Regions from separate parts of the Rattus norvegicus genome. Here region 1 is linked to region 2. The links are chromatin contacts, called in public Hi-C maps. All regions are on one chromosome and are shown on one strand. Each heading gives the region's core, a stretch centred on a gene start, on an enhancer-like site or on the middle of the called end of the contact. The rest is flanking DNA. Distances are from core to core; before and after follow the strand shown. Region 1 holds the start of Rad18 (RAD18 E3 ubiquitin protein ligase). Region 2 holds the start of Oxtr (oxytocin receptor).

What was found. A called contact is a pair of places that touch in the nucleus more often than the background predicts.
Region 1: a Hi-C map of the A7r5 cell line shows a contact between it and region 2, with 3 times the contacts expected there. The contact joins the promoter of Rad18 here to the promoter of Oxtr in region 2. A contact is called at or near these places in 4 of 12 Hi-C or Micro-C datasets (the A7r5 cell line, Schwann cells, kidney and 1 more).

The regions. Positions count from the first base shown.
Region 1 is chr4:147,375,615-147,378,314 of GRCr8, forward strand. Rad18 (RAD18 E3 ubiquitin protein ligase) reads right to left here and starts at 1,255. Exons shown (of 13, transcript NM_001077673.1): 1 at 1,155-1,255. The coding sequence starts at 1,205. LOC102548080 (a long non-coding RNA gene) reads left to right here and starts at 1,352. Exons shown (of 6, transcript XR_005503819.2): 1 at 1,352-1,490.
Region 2 is chr4:147,169,144-147,171,843 of GRCr8, forward strand. It overlaps Oxtr (oxytocin receptor), which reads right to left and starts at 1,356. Exons shown (of 2, transcript NM_012871.4): 1 at 323-1,356. The coding sequence starts at 1,241.

The sequences.
Region 1 (2,700 bases), core at 5-2,504, 210 kb after region 2:
GGGCTATCCAAAGAAACCCCGTCTCAAAAAAAAAAAAAAAAAGCAAAAACAAAAACAAAAACAAAAAAACAAAAAAAAAAACCCAATATCAAAAGCAAAAAAAAAAAAAAAAAAAAAACTGTCATAGGGAAATGTTTACGTTGTAGTAGATACAATGTACCGATTACATGTAGAAGAAAAGTAATGGTAAAGCGTGCACTCAGCGGACAGAGGCACGAGGGCTACTCAATCATTCTTGGTAGAAAGACAAACAAAAACAAAAAACAAAAAAAATCCACGGGATGGGCAGAGGTGATACACATCTTTAATCCCAGAACTCCGGAGGCAGAGGAAGGCAAGCTATCTCGGAGAGTTCAAGACCAGCCTGTTCTACAGAACAAGGCTACACAAAGAAACCCCGCCTCAGAACAAACAAACAAACCCACTAACTGTTATTTAAGTGAGATAATTCAGTATGCAATAATTCCTTAAAACGAAAGGCTAAGCGGTGGGTCTAGGTCCTGGCCTCGGTTTTAAAAAGATGTGAGCCAGGGAGGAGCGCTCAGGTTGCTGGAGCTGGTGGATCTTGAGGTCAGCCTGGTCGACATACCGAACTCCAGGCCACCCAAGGGCTACGGGGTAAAACCTTGTCTCCTACATTAATAAAATAAATAAACATTAAATAGAGAGGGATGCGTCATCATTGAGTCATGCAGGGCACAACAGGCAGGGAAACCGGTTGCAGTGTGTGAAGAACAAGGAGCACTTCTGGACCTCATCCAGAAATGGAAAACCATGGTAAGCAGACCGCCTATTATGCTACTTGATTATAAAAAGTCATCCGATGCAACGTCCACCCAAATCACGAGTGGTGTCACTGTTAACACAGGAGTTCTCGTAGGATGAACTGTCACCATCGTTGACACTGCGTTACAGTGACTTTATCCCGGCGACGCGCTGATTGTGACAGAAACCCAAAACATCCGGTTCGTTAGGGCGGCCACCTTGGGCTCACTGCGCAGGACCGCGGCGCGTTCCCGAACCGTCTCGGGGGTTGGAAACTGAGGCCCGGCGTCGCGAGGCCAGTCAGGATAGGGCCGAGGCGGGGGCGCGCGGACCGGGGCGCTCCGCTCGCACCGACGATGTCCGCACCCCGGCCTTCCCCAGACACTCACCTTCATCATCGCCAACCCCGGAGGCCACCGTGGCTCGGCCAGGTCCTCCATGGTCGCACTTGACGAGACCACCAGCTACCGGCCTGCCACGCAGTTCCTCTACTCGAAATTCCCCGCGCTACAGCGTACGTCAGATACGTGCGGCGCGCTCACAGAGAGCGCACAGAATGCTGGGAGCTGTAGTTCTCGTGCGTTGGGCGTCAACAGCTTTGGAAGACTGAGGAGGAAAAAGAATTCCAAGGCATAGCCTGGAGCAATGCAGGCCTTCAACCCCTTGGACCTCAGGAGAAAGAAGATAATTGAAATATTAAGGGCAGCTTTAGTCTGTCTTGTAAAGTGAGTAAACAAAAGATTCCCGAAGTTGATTGAATATTAGGAAAAAGTCAGAAACCAAATAAAGTCTAAGTTTTGATAGAGAGTTCAAGGTCTAGGCTCACATCTCCCTTCAGGTAGTATTCTCTATAGAGATCTGTCCTGCTCCTTGCAAATATATAAAATTACACTTCTGTCTCAACTCCTCTTTCTGTAAGCATTCACCAGAGCCACATAGAGCCTCTGTTCTTCAGCGATAACCACGGTTAAAAATGGCACTTAGTTCTCAGATATTCCCCACGTATAAGGTCCAGTGTTAGCAAAGAGTATTATTAAATCAGTTTAACAGGAACCCACATTCTTTTTCTATCAAATTACTCCAACTAATTGATAAGCTCCTCATCCTCTTCTAGCTTCCAGGTGATGTCTTAGCACCCTGACCTGTCTCCCGCAAGGTTCTTTTTAGGCTGATTTAACCAGAGCCCCATTATCTAGATGTGGGGCAGCATTCATCCTCTGCCTTCTGTGGGCCTCCATTGCACTAAGTCCCAGGGACCACAAGTTGGTCCAGATGCCACCCAAGACAGAACCCTCTAGCTTGCTGTATCATTGATACCCAGGTGGCCCACACATTCACTGGTTCAGCATGTATGTTTTGAAGACTTACAATGGACCAGGCAGATGAGCTCCCCTGAGAAGTAGGCAGAGAGGTGTGGTTGTTACCAATACTTTAGAGACGTGAAGCCTGAGACCCAACAGGTTAGGGCTTCATTCTTTTGAGTTTTTATCATAAAATGACCTCTGTAATCTGGGCCAATTAATTTTCCCTAGCCTACACTCACCTATGAACTGTGCAACAACGACATGAATAACATTTACGTGATAGTTTACTTATTACAGTAATAGCTAACACATATTAGAGACCACCTGTATTCAAAGCACTACTGTAGCTTTTTTTTTTTTTTTTTACATCTGTGTACTTACTTGGTCTATTCCTGTTCAAGGAAAAGAAAAATGGGTAATTGGTGAAGGGCATTTTGCAGGTAAGTAGAACTTAGGGTGTTGGGCTTCTGAGCATATAAGCTACCACAGAATAGTCTCATAAGAATCTGGTCAAGACAAATCTTTCCAGGTACAGATACAGGAACTGGGTGTCCTAACAGGAAAAAGATTCAGACATTCAGACACTGAATCTAGCAAGCCAGCAACCAGAAGACAAGTGGGAGGATTAGAT
Region 2 (2,700 bases), core at 106-2,605:
CCCACTTCCGTTCTCTCTCTGTAAAAGGACAGTCGCCTGCCTCAGCTTCCCACTCCACTATAAGAATTTTCACACTGAAAGTTGCCTAAGGCCTCTGCAGGATATCTGGCCTGCCTTACTGGCAAGAGTTTGTACTTCGTGGGTATTTCCATGCTGTAGTCCTGGAGACGCAGAGAAGTGACTGTCCCAAAGTCTATGAACCAGAGAATGATGATGCTGTGAGACCAGCTCATGCCCCAAGAAGATCCCAGAACCTTGGGAGTACAGAGATAGGGGAACTAAGACCTGACCCTGCCACCCTCTTCCTCTCCGCCCACACTACCTTCCTTGGGCGCATTGACGTCCCAAACGCTCCACATCTGCACGAAGAAGAAAGGTGTCCAGCACACGATGAAGGCCAGTACGATGATGAAGGTCATCTTCACCGTGCGGATTTTGGCCTTGGAGATAAGCTTGACACTACTGACCCGTGCCAACGCCGCACGCCCAGCTCCACCCGCCGCGTCATTCCCCTCGGCAGCCGCCGCCGCCGCTGCCGTCTTGAGTCTCAGATTCTGCCAGATCTTGAAGCTGATGAGGCCGTAGCAGGCGGCCAGCACGATGACCGGTACAATGTAGACGGCGAGCGTGATCCATGTGACGTAGGCCTTGGGTCCCCAGGGTTGGATGAAGACCGCCCAGCAATCGAAGACTCCGTCCGCCACTTCGCGCAGCGAGAAAATGTGCACCTGCGGAGCACTGGCCACCAGGCAGCCAAGCCACGTCCCCAGCACCGCCAGGCGGTCGGTTCGGCGGCGCAGGGAGCGCAGCGGCTGGCAGATGGCCAGACAGCGGTCGAGCGACATCAGCAGCAGCAGGTAGGTGGAGGCGAACATGCCCACCACCTGCAAGTATTTGACCAGACGACACAGCAGGTCGGGCCCATAGAAGCGGAAGGTGATGTCCCACAGCAGCTGCGGAAGCACCTGAAACACAGCCACCACCAGGTCAGCGATGCTCAGGTGCTTCATGAAAAAGAAGAGGCGCGAGTGCTTGTGGCGCGTGGTGCGCAGCGCCAGCAGCACACACGCGTTGCCACTCAGAGCCAGGAACAGAATGAGGCACAGGACCGCCACCTCCACGCGCGCCAGGGCCTCGTTGCGTTGTGGTGGCCCGGCCGTGCGGTTGCCCTCCTCCCCTGGTGGCACTCCACTCCCGAGGTCCAACTCGACACTCCAGTTGGCTGCTGGCGTGCCCTCCATGTCCGCGACCGCGACCGCGACCTCCAGGGAGCACTAAGTCTTACGATTCTTTAAAGCGTGGCACGTGGGGCGGGGCCTGGTGCTCGGTCCAGGTGTCTACCTGCCTGTCCTCTCCCTGAAACAAACCAGAAGGGCTGTGACCAGACCGTTGTGCTTCACTTGGGACGCAAGTGTGGGGCGTGCAAGTCCCCTTCCTGGGAATCTGAAGTTACCTGAGTCTCACTCAGGGCACGAGCCCAGTCATGGGACTGCTCAGTGGCAGTGATTTCTCGGTGGTGACGGTAAAAATCCCGGTTTGAGGTACCTTCTTTGAGCCTTTGGAGGTGCCCTTGCACTTGGGTCCCAGGACAGGGTCAGCCGCTCTGCCTACCGAGAGAGGAGGCTTGCGATGAACCACTTTCCCCAAGAACAAGAACGAACACACACACACACACACACACACACACACACACACACACACACACACACACACACACACACACCAGCGGCCTCTCCTGCAGAGAACCCCCAAACCTATACCTATACCTATCCCATCCGGACACAGAACAACCACCTCCTAGGGGATCGAAGCCAGCCCCCATCTTAATAGCCTTTACTCCAAGTACATCTTCCTGGGGTCCCCCCAAAAGCTCCAGCTCAAGCCCATCCTTCTTCACCTCCTGCTTCCAAGACTCAACCCCGGCTTCCAGAACTTCCCGACGCCGCTTGCTTCCGGAGGGACTCCTGCCTACAAGCGTAGTGCCCCCACCTTACCTCCTACCCCAGCGCAACGCAAGGCTGCTGTGCCAGAGACCCCAGGGGACGCCTTTCACAGGAATCCCCCCAGCCCAGGAGCCCGGACAGTCAGAGACTTTGCATCTTCGTCCAAGCTTTTCAGGCTCTCAGAACATCCTGAGCACCTCCTCCGGGAACCAGAGGTGCGAGACGCGCCAGATCCTTCCCTCCGAACCTGATGGTCCTACAGGTAGGTCCTAGCCATCCTGTCCCCACGGTCCAAAGGTCCCAGCCACCTAAAGCGAGACTGCAGGTTAGCCCAAAGTTGCCTTGCCAACGGGGAAGTTGCACTGCAGTGGATGGCCTCAGAGATGCGTGGACTCTCCGCCCAGGATGGGAGAGCTGCTGGCGCCACCCTCCGTGCTACCACGGGGTAGATCTCGGCGTCTTTGAAATCCCCTAGCTTGCGGCTTTGCTGGTGGCTGGATGCCGTAGGAAGACAAGAGAGAGCCAGCGAGGCTGTGAGCCGCCGGCGTCAGCACGCGGTGCTGTCTGAAGGTGCGGGTCCACAGCTGGAGCCGGAGGCTGCAGCACCACGTATGTCCGCTAGAGGGCAGAGCAAGTCGCCCGCGGCGATCCCAGAGAGCCTGGTCAGCTAACCCTTAGGTCAGATTTATTTCATTAGTGGCTTGAAACTCGCAAACAACCCACCTAACTTCTTCCTTTCTTGGTTTAGCTCTTTACG